Regions from separate parts of the Mus musculus genome. Here regions 1 and 3 are each linked to region 2. Evidence: chromatin contacts called from public HiChIP or PLAC-seq and promoter capture Hi-C data. All regions are on one chromosome and are shown on one strand. Each heading gives the region's core, a stretch centred on a gene start, on an enhancer-like site or on the middle of the called end of the contact. The rest is flanking DNA. Distances are from core to core; before and after follow the strand shown. Region 1 has its middle 12 kb from the start of Psmd4. Region 2 holds the start of Mtmr11 (myotubularin related protein 11). Region 3 holds the start of Tnfaip8l2 (tumor necrosis factor, alpha-induced protein 8-like 2).

The links. HiChIP or PLAC-seq counts read pairs in DNA pulled down with a chosen protein or histone mark. Capture Hi-C pulls out chosen DNA fragments and counts their contacts.
Region 1: a contact with region 2 is called in an HNF4G HiChIP or PLAC-seq map of pancreatic cancer cells. The contact joins the enhancer-like site here to the promoter of Mtmr11 in region 2. A contact is called at or near these places in 1 of 115 datasets of contacts at active chromatin or transcription factors (pancreatic cancer cells) and 1 of 9 other capture datasets (adipose tissue).
Region 3: a contact with region 2 is called in a promoter capture Hi-C map of liver, with 2.7 times the contacts expected there. The contact joins the promoter of Tnfaip8l2 here to the promoter of Mtmr11 in region 2. A contact is called at or near these places in 5 of 39 promoter capture datasets (the C10 cell line, cranial neural crest, fetal liver and 2 more), 1 of 115 datasets of contacts at active chromatin or transcription factors (astrocytes) and 2 of 9 other capture datasets (adipose tissue and liver).

What each region holds. Positions count from the first base shown.
Region 1 is chr3:95,052,596-95,057,022 of GRCm38.p6, reverse strand. No RefSeq gene overlaps it. Among named protein-coding and RNA genes, the nearest start is that of Psmd4, 12 kb to the right of the region's middle. Within about 2 kb of position 2,387, at least 115 of the 459 cell types and tissues checked have an H3K27ac peak or open chromatin away from gene starts, as enhancers often do. A contact at or near this core is called in pancreatic cancer cells, where this site is marked.
Region 2 is chr3:96,160,513-96,164,861 of GRCm38.p6, reverse strand. Mtmr11 (myotubularin related protein 11) reads right to left here and starts at 2,892. Exons shown (of 17, transcript NM_181409.3): 1 at 2,604-2,892; 2 at 2,143-2,233; 3 at 1,649-1,770; 4 at 1,334-1,394; 5 at 1,052-1,194; 6 at 536-614; 7 at 294-429; 8 at 1-76. The coding sequence starts at 2,669. It overlaps Otud7b (OTU domain containing 7B), which reads right to left. Exons shown (of 12, transcript NM_001025614.1): 12 at 3,733-4,349.
Region 3 is chr3:95,139,147-95,143,961 of GRCm38.p6, reverse strand. Tnfaip8l2 (tumor necrosis factor, alpha-induced protein 8-like 2) reads left to right here and starts at 1,608. Exons shown (of 2, transcript NM_027206.3): 1 at 1,608-1,647; 2 at 3,366-4,441. The coding sequence starts at 3,412. The coding sequence ends at 3,966. It overlaps Lysmd1 (LysM, putative peptidoglycan-binding, domain containing 1), which reads right to left. Exons shown (of 3, transcript NM_153121.2): 3 at 4,437-4,815. It overlaps Mir8099-1 (microRNA 8099-1), which reads left to right and starts at 4,776; the gene lies at 4,776-4,815.

The DNA of each region.
Region 1 (4,427 bases), core at 1,138-3,637, 1.1 Mb after region 2:
CCATCAAGCATTATTTAACCTATATGTATATTACAAACAGACTTAAGTGTATTTTTGTTTTGGGGTTGATTTCTTTTAAAGGTAATAGTGAATAATATGGTTTGTATGATTTTATCAGATACCCTGACTGTGTGTTTATTATCTTCCCTCCTGTGTTTCTCTCCCTTTTCCTCATTTCTCTGCTCAGATCGCTTCTACGTGCCTTGCTATTCCCTTCTGTTGCTCCCCGGATTCTCACCCACGCAGTGGTCCCTTCTTTCTTCCTGCTCTCTGAAGTTCCTCCAGGATACGTAGTCGCAGCTGAAGGTTTGGAGGTAGAAGCTTACAGTGCAACCTTTGTCTCTGTGTCTGGGTTACCTCACGCAAAAGTGACATTTTTTTAGTTCCATCTGTTTACCTGCAAAGTTGGTGATTTCACTTCACAACTAGATAGTGTTCCATAGTGCGCATGCACCACATCTTTACTGCACAGTCATCGGCTGAAGGACACTTAGGCTGTGTCCGTTTCCTAGCTGTTGTGCATAGAGCAGCATTGAACTTGGCTGCACAAGTGTCTGTGAAGTGATAGGTCTTTTGGGCGAATGCCAAGGATGCGTGTGGCTGGCCTGGTAACTGAGCAGCTGTGGAGTCTCCATTTTTTTTTTATTATTTTCTTTATATACATTTCAAATGCTGTCCTGAAAGTTCCCTATACCCTCCCCCTAAGAGCGTATCAGATCCCCTGGGACTGGAGTTATAGACAGTTGTGAGCCACCACATGGGGGCTGGGACTTGAACCCAGGTCCTCTGGAAGAGCAGTCAGTGCTCTTAACCACTGAGCCATCTCTCCAGCTCCTTCCATTTTTAAAAAAATAGTTGACAGATTTTTTTGTTTTTTTTTTTTTTTTTTTTTTTTGGGTTTTTATCGAGACAGGGTTTCTCTGTGTAGCCCTGGCTGTCCTGGAACTCACTCTGTAGACCAGGCTGGCCTCAAACTCAGAAATCCGCCTGCCTCTGCCTCCCAAGTGCTGGGATAAAAGGCATGCGCCACCACACCGATCAACAGATTTTTTTTCTCCATTTACATGGGCTCTCAGTTTATTAGTTTTGTGAGTATAAAGTTGCAGAACTGTTGGTCTGAATATTTTGATACCTAAGTTTTTTTTAAAGATTTATTTAAGGTATATAAGTACACTAGCTGTACAGATGGTTGTGAGCCTTCATTTGGTTGTTGGGAATTGAATTTAGGACTTCTGCTCACACCAGTCGGCCCTGCTCGCTCATGCCCATGGATTTATTATTTTACTTTAGTGCACTGTAGCTGTCTTAAGATGCACCAGAAGAGGGCATCAGATCTCAGTACAGATGGGTGTGAGCCACCATGTGGTTGCAGGGATTTGAACTCGGGACCTTTGGAAGAGCAGTCGGTGCTCTTAACCCACTGAGCCAACTCTCCAGGCTGATCCTTAAGATCTTAACAAATAGTTCAGTAATTGTACAAAATGCTTTGACTCAGAAGACTGAGAAGAACTCATATTAATTCCACTCTCACTTAAGGGTGCAAACCTTTTTAGTGGGAGGCCTGAGGTTTCTGAACCCCTAATTTCTATTTAAAGAAAACCCTTCTCTGAGAATTGTGTTCCCCACATTTTTTGCATGAGTTGAGGGGTCCCTCGGGTATTACAGCCAGCAGTGAAATGATCGGTGAAGAGGTGAGATTAAATACTTGATTCCGTTTGACTTCATTAAATTGGATGAAACTTCTAAAAAGTCTGATGTCAGGGGATTTATTGCCAGCATACTTAAAACAGTACAATTGGGAAAAAAGTTCCCTGATGTAACCCAGGCCCCAGGGCATAATTACTCAAAGGCAACTCAGGGTGTGTGGCTTTTCTTCCAAGAAGATAAGGTCTGGAGATAGGCTGCCTGTGCTGGTTTAGGAGGGCCTAAGGAAGGATGTGGCCTGGTCTCAGTTGTACAGATAGTGTAGAGGTCGTTTAGATTACTAGCTACCTCCAGTCCTGTTTGTAGGAGCTTGATATGGCTTGGCCGAGAGCTAACACAGATCACGGGGGTGTTAGTCATCTCTTTCCAGCCTGATGGGCAGAAAGAGATTTTACTTCTTTTCCACTGAAAAAACAACTCGGGAGCTGGGTGTGGTGGCACCTGATTTTAATCCCAGCACTCAGGAGGCAGGTGCAGGTAGATCTCTGCTTTTGAGGCCAGGCTAGTCTACAGAGCAAGATCCAGGACAATCAGAGAATAACAGAGAAACCTTGTCTCAAAGAAAGAAAACAGTCCCATGTGCTTAACATTCCTGGTTTTCCCTGGAGCTCTGTGCTCCCAACAGAGCAGCATTCCACAGCGTGCGCCCAATACTCTGGTCAGCCATTCATCTGCTGCAGGGTATTTACATTGCTTCCATTCCCCAGCTCTGGTGGGTAGAGCAGCCACGAGCAGGTCTCAGCAAGGATCTATGACGTAGGATGTCAGCGAGGCCTTTGGGCGTGTGCCAAGGGGTGATACAGCTGGGGCATATGGTGCATTTATTTTTATCTTTTTGAGAATTTTCCCTATGATTTCCATAGTGGCTGCACCAGTTTTCAATTCCACTAAAAGTGAATGAGTTCCCCTTTCCCCACACCCCCTCCAGCATTTGTTGTCTGTTGTCGTTTATTGTCTTGTTGGTCTTTGCCATTCTGATTAGAATGAAGTCTCAAACTTATTTGCTTTGCTTTTTTTTTTTTTTTTTTTTTTTTTCCTTTTGAGAACTCCATTCAGGTTCCAGGGTCATTTATTATTTTCACTCTTGGCTTTTTGAATTTTTGTATATTCTATGCATTATTCGTCTATTAAATGTATTAAATGTATACCTGACAAAGATTCTCTTCAGTTCTGTGGGATTCCTCATCACTGATTGTTTAATTAGCTATGCAGAGCTTTGTAGTTTGAGGTCCCACTTGTCAGTTGTTGATCTTAATTACTGTACATAAGGAGTTCTATTCAGAAAGCCTTTCCCTACACCTAGACCGTGCAGGGTGCTGTGTTTCCTCCCAGTAGTTTCAGTGTTTCACTGTCCACATTTAGGTCTTTGAACCACAAGGTGGTTTGAATTGAATAGAGCTGTAAATACTACCTGCCACTCACCACTAGAGGGACCCTGTGGTCAGAAGAGGTTACCCACCCATAGGATGCCTGTGGATGTTGGCCAGTTTTCCCTTCACCACTTGTTGAAGATGCTTCCCCCACCCCCCCGCAAGCATATGTCTTGCTGCCTTTGTCAAATATTAAGTGGCTGAAGCTATATGTACTCATGTTTGGGTCTTCAGTTTTGTTCCGTTGGTCTCCAAGTCTCTATTTGTGCTGATACCATGATTTTTTGGCTTGGTTTTGTTTTCCTATAGCTTTGTAATATATCTTAAGGTCTGAAATGGCAATCCCTCCAGGATTGTTCTTTTTGCTCCAGATTGTTTTGGCTATCCAGGATTTCTTGTGGTTCCATATACATTTTTTTGTTTCTTCTTTTTTTTTTTTTATTCCATATACATTTTAGGGTAGTTTTTTCCCCCCATTTCTGTGAAGAATGAGGTGGGGAGTTTGATTGGAATTGCACTGAATCTGTAATAGCTTTAGGTAGAATGGTCATTTTCACCATGCTAAAAGTTTACCACTCCGTGAGCATGGGATGCCTTTCCGTTTTCTAGTGTCTTTCTCCATCTCTTTCTGGCTTTAACTCCAAGTTTGCCTTTGAGATGGATAAAGGAAAAACCATATCCACTAGTGTATTGGATGTAGTCTAGGTATGATGATATTTCTGCTGAACCTCTGATTATAGGGTCCCTCTAGTGGTGAGTGGTGGGTAGTGCTTATAGCTCTAGTCAATATATTGCTGCAAAACAAATCTTGGGTCTGGTTCTGTTTGTTTTTAAGCATTATCCATACTGGGATGCCCTAGAACTAGGTATGTAGACCAGGCTGGCCTCAAATGTCTATGAAGTTACAGATATCTGTTTCTGCTTCTTGAGTGCCAGAATTAAAGACATGTGCTACCACACCCAGCCTGTTTTTCTCTCTCTTAAAGATTTATATGAGCTGGAGAGATGGCTCAGAGGTTGACAGCACTCACTGCTCTTTGAGAGGTCCTGAGCTCAAATCCCAGCAACCATGTGGTGACTCACAACCATCTTCAATGAGATCTGGTGCCCTCTTTTGATTTGCAGTCAGAATCTTTAACAAAAATTATACATTTTTTTTTTTTTTTTTTTGTTTTTCGAGACAGGGTTTCTCTGTATAGCCCTGGCTGCCCTGGAACTCACTTTGTAGACCAGGCTGGCCTTGAACTCAGAGATCCGCCTGCCTCTGCCTCCCGAGTGCTGGGATTAAAGATTTATTTATTATATATAAGTACACTGTAGCTGTCTTCAGACACACCAGAAGAGGGCATCGGT
Region 2 (4,349 bases), core at 1,643-4,142:
CTGATGGAAATGTGCAAATGCTCTTCTGACTTCACTGTCCAGAATTCGATTAGGGACCCAGAAGTAACCTGAAAGACTGCAAAACGAAGAGTGAAGTCACAGCCTTTCAGTGACCTGTGCTAAGAAAGCAGTTCTAACAAGGATGTTACTTTGGAAAGACCACTCCAAGAGATCTTGGGTTTTGAAACCAGCAGTGTCAGAGTCTGGAGTTTATGGGAAGTACTGGCTTGGAGGATCAAGGACCTCTGGGAAGATTGGGAGAGCTGCAGGAGAAGGGCAGATTGAGCCATCACCTGGTAGCTACATCGAACCTCTCATTGACCGTGCTAACCCTCCAGCCTCTGGCCCCTTGCTTCTTGCACTCTGTTTCCCAGTCTTCTAAAGTCTCCAAGAGAGGAATGGGTGGCTTTCTAGAGCCAGAAACCTTGCCTGGAGAAAGAGTGAGAAACAGAGGAAGAAGAAATATTTTGTCTAACTAGCCCCTTCCATTTCAAACTTGTTTCCCATTTCCTTGACCTAAAGCATCGTCGCTTACCAACTTTGCTCAGGGTTATTCCTCTATACTGCTGGACTTGACTGCTCTGAGCTCTGGCTTGAATGATGGCCATGGTTACCTGGGGAGGAGAGCATATCCTATCCTTTAGCCTCAGACTGAAGATGTAAAAAGGTTGAAATAGAGCATGTGTTTCTCTACCTTTACCACCAATATTGAAGAGCAGCTAAAACGGACGATAGAGAAGGGGACCTCCACAAGTGGTAGGTGCTGTGGCCAAAGGAACAAATCTAAAACCACAGACTCATAGAATATTAAGTTGGGAATTAATTAGGACTATTATCCAACTCTCCCCATTTTGCAGAGGTAAAAACCCATAGTTAACTGCTGCTCATAACTAACAGAGCCAGACTATAGAGTTCAGGCTCCTCCCCCTCATGAGACTGTCACTCTTCTCCTTAAGTGGAGTGGCGTGGGAAAAGGTGAGAGACCCTGGCGCATGGAGGGTACCCTGAGGTTTCTAGGTGAGAAGGGTTTTTCTAGGTAAAGGGTTCTTACCTGGAAGGCCTGAGGTGCCAGCCCTCCAGCCTCAAAACCAACTCGAAGCAGCCGGAAGTCCCGGCCATGAAGCAGAAGCTCTTCAGGAATGAACTTAAGCTGAGACCCAGGACGGAGAAGCTGCACTCTTGACAAGCCGCTCACTGAAGTCGAGGGTTAGCGTAGAGTGACCGTGGGATCTTCTGGGAGCATTTCCTCCACTCCACCCTGCCCCAGCCCTCAGTCTTCTGAGAACAGAAGGTAGAGACTCAAATGCCCCTTTTACCAAACCCTCAAACTTACCAGCCTCTAATCGACCAATGTTGATCAAGGCAAAATCATTTTCACTACTCAGAGGAGTATCCTAAAGGAAGCACAAGACTGATGCTACAGACATGACAGCCATCCCTGTCTTGCCTTGCTGCCTCCGCCCCTCCCCCGTAGAAGGCAGCTTCCATAGAAATAATTCTACCATTTACTGATACATTCACAAGAAAAACAGAGCATTGCTATGTAGCCTAGGTTAGCCTGGAACTCTCATGGTCTTCCATCTCAACGCCCCACCCCCCAACTGCTGGGACACCGCACCAAGCTTTTCTATTACACTAATCACCTCACCTGCTTTCGCTGCCATCCACAAGGCTGGAAGGTTACCCTAAAGTTAGTGCAGATCAGAGTTCCAGGCAGGTCTAGTCCTGGCCCTTTCCTTCGTCCTGGTGCCCATGCTAGGATATGCTCCCCTAAAAGGGAGAAAGAGAAGCAAAGGTCTAACTATCCCCAATGCTGCCCCACACTTCTATGTGGCTACTCGTCTATCCTTAGATGTAAAATTGAAGGAAAAGAATAGACTTTTTTTTTTAACTTCTAAAACCCTGCATAGAACGTGGCACATATACACTCACTGGTCTTTGGATAGTTAATAAGAAAAGTGGTAGCCGGGGTGAGAAAGCAGAATGAACAATGTCCAGGCCTTCCACAAGCTCTGAGGAAGGAGGCAGGAGAATGAGTCTCAGAAACACTTCGAGGAAAGGAATAGGGAGTATCTTTGGTGAAAACAAAAAAGGATGGGGTAGGAAGACTTTTAAAGGAATCTAGAGAGGTCATTTTATTACCTGGGAGACAACCAGAGGCCAGGCAGCTGCCAAGCTGATGACTGCTGGGCTCCGGCATCCTGTTCCCTGGGTTAGACTTCGGTCCAGAGAGCTGAGCAGGGGAGAGAGTTAATCTGGGACCCCCTAAACTCAGAATCTGGGATTTCTCCAGTAGCTGCCTTTGGAGACCCGCATTGAGTTCATTTGTTCGGGTTCTTCCCCCCCCCCCCCCCCCCCTTCTCTGCTCTGCTCTCCTCTCCTCTCAGGGAAATTGAGATCACTGACTGCGGCTGGCAGACAAGACAAGGAGGGGCTGGTTAATGGATAATGAGACAACTCGAGACTGAAAAAGGCAGACGAGCTCCATAACAGTTGATAAAACAGATACACCCTCCTCCTCTGAATCCTTTCCTTCCCCTTTAATTTCCACAGCATCCCATTCACACTCTCTTGTTAGCTACCCTCCCATTCCTTTTCCTTACCCCCATCTCTGGCTCCTCCTTCTGGGGGGCAATGTTGAAACTCTGGCCCCGGCCCCCCCACCACATTTCCCTGGCTCCATCCGGGAGTAGAGCAGCTAAGGGTGGGAGTCCTCAAAGATGCTGGCTCTTTTTGGGGAGAGGCTAAATCCTAGAGGTGGGGAGAAAGAGGCTGGGGAGGACGCAGCGGTAGCGGCATTTCGGATACCAGGAGCACAGTTCCAGGGGTCTTATTTGAAAGGTGTGTCCTGCCCAGACAGGGGAGGCTCTTTGGAAACTTCGGTGACTCTAAGAGAACAGGCAAGATGCCCAGCCCCTTAAAGGAGAATACGCAATTTTTTTTTTCAAAGTAGAAAGGAAATGGAGGAGCTTAAGAAAGATGGGAGGAATGGGGGAACTGGGGATACCCAGATTCCCTTAACCCACATCCACATTTTAGTCTCTTTCTGTTCGTGAATATTAGTGGGTGTGACGAGGGGAGCAGTAGTTAAATGAAAACATTTTGGGCTAGCTCTCTATACTTTTTCAATGAGAGATGAAACACTAGGAAACTCAGTTATTTTGGTTTCGTTTATTCATGGGTTTTGTGATTTTGTTCATTTTCAGCCTCCTCTGACAACCTAACGGGTTGAGAAGGGGACATAAAGGGAACTGAACCTTGTGTCCTTTTCTGGAGAGCGTGACAGGCCCAGGGGCAGAATGGAGTGGACGGAAATTGGTGTGTCTGGGATGCAGACACAGCACAGGTATTTTGGTGTGCAAATCTCGGCAGTGGGGCGGGAGCTAGAAAACCCAGAAAAAGATCGTGGTATATCTAAACCAGCCTTTGCGCCCGGCGAGCGCACCTCCCCACTCCCGCAGCCACCTATTCCTATGGAAAGCCCAGCCCCAGGTACATGACTCCGCCCCTCCAACCCAGTCACCAGATCTCCTAATGAATGATTCATGTTCTGGACTTTGAAAGCTAAGGACTGGAAAACTCTTTTCAGCTCCAGGATCACATTTCCCCCTCCTTCCCTGCTGAATTTAAAAAGCAAAGATGGGGCTGTAGGGCACTGAACAGAGATGCTAAGGAGGGCAGCTTGAGGGCAGCATGTTTCAACACGGAGAAGACAGGAAATGAAATACAAAATAGGTGTTAATGAGCTGCTGTTTTATTGTTTTTGAGTCTGTACAGAGGCAGCAATCCTTAGGTGGGGGCCGTGACATTCAACACTCCCTTCCCCACAGCACACATCCTTCCAGCCTCAGCTTCCAAAGTTCTCTTTGTTGGCTGCAACTGTGGAAATAGTGAACTAGCATGAGCAGAGACTGGAACAAACAGGTATGTACTTGCTAGCAAGCTGGTCTAGACGCCTGATTGTAGAAGTCCTAAAGACTGCTGGTCACCACCACCCCACCACACACCTCAATGCTTCTGGAATAAAGTATGTAGTAAGGAACAGCTTAGGAACAGGTGTGCCAAAATCCCATGACCTACTTTTCTTCTCCCCACCACTTTCCTCCGAAAGCCTCATTCTGTTCTTTAATATCTTGAGGTATGGGAACAGCAGAATATAGAGGGAATGGTCAGGACGGAGAGAAGTGATGTGATCATCGCCTAACCAGAAGCACAAAGGGGCTGCAGTTGAGGATTAGGTTAACAGGAAGACTCTCACCACCTGCAGCACAAATGCAGATAGATGTCCACTGGATGGAAAGGGGATAGAGAGGCAAGGAGCTGTGTCAGATTTTTCCATTTTCAGACCC
Region 3 (4,815 bases), core at 359-2,858, 1.0 Mb after region 2:
GACCAGATCACTGTGGGCACGTGGGCTGGTGGTCCTGGGTGCCATATGAAAAGAAGCTGAGAAAGTAATGTGATAAACATTGTCTTCTATGACCTTTGCACCAATTCCTGCCCTGACTTCCTTCAATGATGGATTATAATACGGAAGTGTAAGCAAAATAAACCCTTTCCTCCCCAAGAATGGTGGTTCATCATGGCAATAGAAACTCTGAGACAGGCCAGTGAAACTATGCCTCAAAGAAAGTGAACCAGACCAGGTTCCTGAAGATGACATCAGAAATTGTTCTCTGAAGCCCGGCGTGGTGGCACACACCTTTAATCCCAGCCCTTGGGAGGCAGAGGCAGGCAGATTTCTGAGTTTGAGGCCAGCCTAGTCTACAGAGTGAGTTCCAGGACAGTAGGACAGTCAGGGCTATACAGAGAAACCCTGTCTCAAAAAACCGAAAGAAAGAAAGAAAGAAAGAGAGAGAGAAATAAATAAATAAATAAATTGTTCTCTGGTCTACACACATGCACACACTAAATATGTTTTTAAAGACTTTTATTGTTTGTATGTATGTGTATTCTACATGTGTGTAGGTATCCAAGGAGACCAGAAGGTATTAGATCCACTGGAACTAACTAGTGGTTATGAACCACCAGATATAGGTGCTGGGAATAAAAGTCAGAACATCTGGAAGATCAGTGAGTCACTGAGCCATGGAGTCGCTGACTCCAGTCTCTGGAAGCCCCCAAATCAGTTTTTAAATCCCTGAATCCTAAGGCCTTTTTTTGGGTTCTCAATCTGTGCTGAAGAAAGCTATATAATTCACTCCTTTAAAGATTTGTGTGTCTGTGTGTGCCCAAGTGTATGTTCATGTACTGATTTATTCAGGTGACTCTGGAGGCCAGAAGAGAACACTGGAATTCCTGGAGCTGGAGTTGTGGGTGGTTTTTCCAAGACAAGAATTTTACTATGCAGCCCTGGCTGGCCTGGAGCTCACTCTGTAGACCAGGCTGGCCTTGAACTCAAAGATTGGATTGTCTCTGCCTCCAGAATGCTGGGATTAAAGGTGTAGTTTTGCCTCATTGGAGTCTACCCTCATTTATCAGGCCCTTTAAAGCTATTAAGCTCTGTACTCCAGCGTTTTGGCTCGATGCTGACACCTGCTGGTCACGCATGGCTCAGCAGCCCTAACCTTGGCACCTACCTCCTGCCTGCTCTGGCTGGGGCAGTCTGTGCCAATCTTACCTTCTAGGGCCTGAAGATGCTTGTATAATGCTGTTCTACTACACCACTCGATGATCTTTCAGTACTTCCCTCACTGTCTCTCACATTAAAATCTGGACTCTGCACGGTTTTCAGTACCACAAAAATATTAGGCAGCAAGAAAGAAGCAGACCTTTTATTAGGTGGAGGTGTGTAAATCCGTCCTTGCCACTTCAGAGTTGGTGCTTCCTACAGAATTCCATTCCTTTTGACCTTTGTCTTATTTCTAGGTGGCTCTTGGGACACTGGACTTCTTGGTGACAGTGATGATGAACCGGAGGTGGAGAGTAGATAGGCGGGGCCTGGGGTGGGGCTAGACCAAAGGGCCTCTTAGGAGCTTCTCCATTCTGTGAGCTCTCAGAAACATCCAAGGCCAGACTGGCACCCAGCACACGGCAGGTGAGAGTCTGGCAATGACAGAGGGTGGGTTTCGGGGTGACACTGACAGGATATCCTGACCCTTTCACCTTCACCTTTCTTTCTGTCTTGTGAAACTCTCGCTTGTAGAATTCTTGGGTCTCCCCCTCTCTCCCCAGAACCATTTTAGTGTATTTAGTGGATGGGGCAAGGCTGTCTGAGAGTGAGACCTGGCTTGGGATGGTGGCTGAGTCTAGAGCTGAGGGACAGAGATGCACATGGGGTAACGACTAGAGATTTAGAGATCTACAGTATCTTCGGACATGGAAGTACAGTGACGCAAAGTGAAAGAAACCTTTGCTAGGCTAGAGATTCATGAGGGTCACGTAGAGGCTGGGACAAAAAGAGCGAGTGACATAGCTACCCTGGGAGGACTGGGGACCTAGTTGGAGATGGCAAAGGGAGCAATAGAGAGCTGGGTAAGAGGAGGGCAGGTAGGGAAGGAAAGCGGGCCCCTATAGAAAAATCATCTCCAGTGTGAAAGATCCACAGGGCAAGGCAGAAACAAATCAAGATGGCAGGTTCCCATTGGAGTGATTCGGCTGCCGGAGAGAGCCCCCTGGCTGTCCTCCCTCTGAGAGGACTCCTATTTTCATTTGAGGGAGAGGGTGAGGTTGCTCCTTCATTGCGGTCACAGCCACATCCTGCAGAGCCGGGGAGGGGGAAGTAAGAAGCAAAACAACCAGAAGAAGCACAGTCAAGGCCCATGGTGAGAAGACCCTGTCCGTAGGCACAGGATATACCACCAAGAAGGCCTCGCTCTGCTCAGCCTAGCCAGCCTGAGACCACTACCTGCTGCCGCAGCCACCCTTCAAAAGAGCGCCCTCCTTGTTGGAGGGCGAATGTGGAGGGGTTATTTGACTTGTAGCCTATTTTTTCTCATAATTTGTGTCTGTTATTTATTATGTATATGTGTGAGTAGAGGCCAGAGGTGTTGGGTCTCCCTGGAGCTAAAGTTATAGGTGACTGTGAGCATCTGTTGTCTGAGAGTGTTGTCCCACTCCTTGAAGCCTGTTTTCATACTTACTAGGCCAAGTTGCTTAAGATCTCTTAGCTTTGCCCAGAGGTGGTGGCACATGCCTTTAATCCCATCACTTAGGAGGCAGAGGCAGGCAGATCTCAGTTCAAGGCCACCCTGGTCTACAGAGCGAGTTCTAGGACAGCCAGGGTTATACAGAGAAACTTTTGTCTTGAAAAAACAAAAACAACAAAAAAGAGTCCTTCAGTCTGAGATTTCTCTCTGTAAAACAGGGCTTGTCACCCATATGAAGTTGGTAAACCAAGACAGTTAATATCAAACACTTGGCACACAGTAGGTTCTTTAAAAAAAAAAAAGCCAAGTGTTCTATTTAAGATTCTGGAGACCCTATATCTCTCACTTCTTTTAAGACTTTATGGTACCCCCACTGACATGAGCTTTGGATCTCAAGCCTGGAAACAGAGGGGCGCTGTGCAAATTCCCTGTCGGTCGGCCGCCGCATAGCCCACTGCCCTGACTCCAGCCATGCCCACACTCCTCCAGCCAGGCTCTCCCTGCTCCTCGCGGCTGTTTTGGAGACACAAATGTCTTGTTTACAGCACGGAAGGGAAAAAGCAGAAGCAAAGCCTACAGGATGGAGGGGCCCAGGGGAGTGGGAAGACAAAGCAGGCAGAGCGGTGAAGATGAGGAAAAGCCATTTCTCTCCTTTTCTCTCATTTAGCCGGTTGCCTCTTCCAGTGACTGATCACACACCGACCGCAAGCACCATGGAGTCCTTCAGCTCAAAGAGTCTGGCACTACAAGCGGAGAAGAAGCTGCTGAGTAAAATGGCTGGTCGGTCCGTGGCGCATCTCTTTATCGACGAGACCAGCAGCGAGGTGCTAGACGAGCTTTACCGCGTGTCCAAAGAATACACGCACAGCCGGCCCAAGGCACAGCGGGTGATCAAAGACCTCATCAAGGTAGCGGTTAAAGTGGCTGTGCTGCACCGCAGTGGCTGCTTTGGCCCTGGGGAGCTGGCTCTGGCTACACGATTTCGTCAGAAGCTACGGCAGGGCGCCATGACCGCACTTAGCTTCGGTGAGGTGGACTTCACCTTTGAGGCTGCCGTGCTAGCAGGTCTGCTCGTCGAGTGCCGGGACATTCTGCTGGAGCTGGTGGAGCACCACCTCACACCCAAGTCACATGACCGCATCAGGCACGTGTTTGATCACTACTCTGACCCCGACCTGCTGGCTGCCCTCTATGGGCCTGACTTCACTCAGCACCTTGGCAAGATCTGTGATGGGCTCCGGAAGCTGCTGGACGAGGGCAAGCTCTGAAGCTCCGGAGCTCAGCACACTGGACTTTGGCAAAATGACTGACTGGGAAATGACACATCGGGCTCTCTAACCCTGCACCAATGCTTCTCGATCCCCTGGCTTCACTCTCTCCCAAGAGTGCTATAGACACTGAGGCCACCCCCACCCCCAAACTACTGCTGGGGCAAAGCAAGGCTGAACTGAGTGAGGCGGCTCTCGCTCCCATCCAGTTCCAGTAAAGGAAACAGCTGACTGAAGAAGAAGTGAAACTCAGGTCCGCTTCTCCCGGGAGGGCTGCCCAGAACCAGGGGATCCTCCTCCTCCACAAACCCGAGGAAGGGGACACTAAAGGCCACACGCAGGAAGGTGGTCATTAGAGACCTCCTGGATCTAGAGTTGGAGGCAGCACTAGGACACATACAGACGCTGTGTTCCAGAGCTTCTAGAAGGAGCTGGGGGAAGGGAGGCACAGGGGAAATAAAACCACTAAAGCATGCACAGGGCTCACGGTTTAATCTCTCGAGCTCCATACTCAGGCTAAACATAGAGGAGAGGTCTAGAAACAACACTTATTCCCACTCCTGAACCGGAGACAGACTCCCAGGACTACTGTGCCGCCATGCCTATTTCATCACTTAAGGAACAAAAGACAAATTGTACTGCAGATCAGATACAGATTACAGATACATATGAAGTGGGGGCAAGGCAAAGGTAGGCTAGGGTGCGTAACAAAGACACTTCTGTAACTGTTCTCCTTGAACCCCAAAGCATCTTCCATTCCTTAGCCCCACCACGCGCTGGGGAGAGGAGAGGAGCTGGAAGAAGGATGCTTAGTCAGTATCCACCACGCTGCCTTCTCTCAGAGCCAAG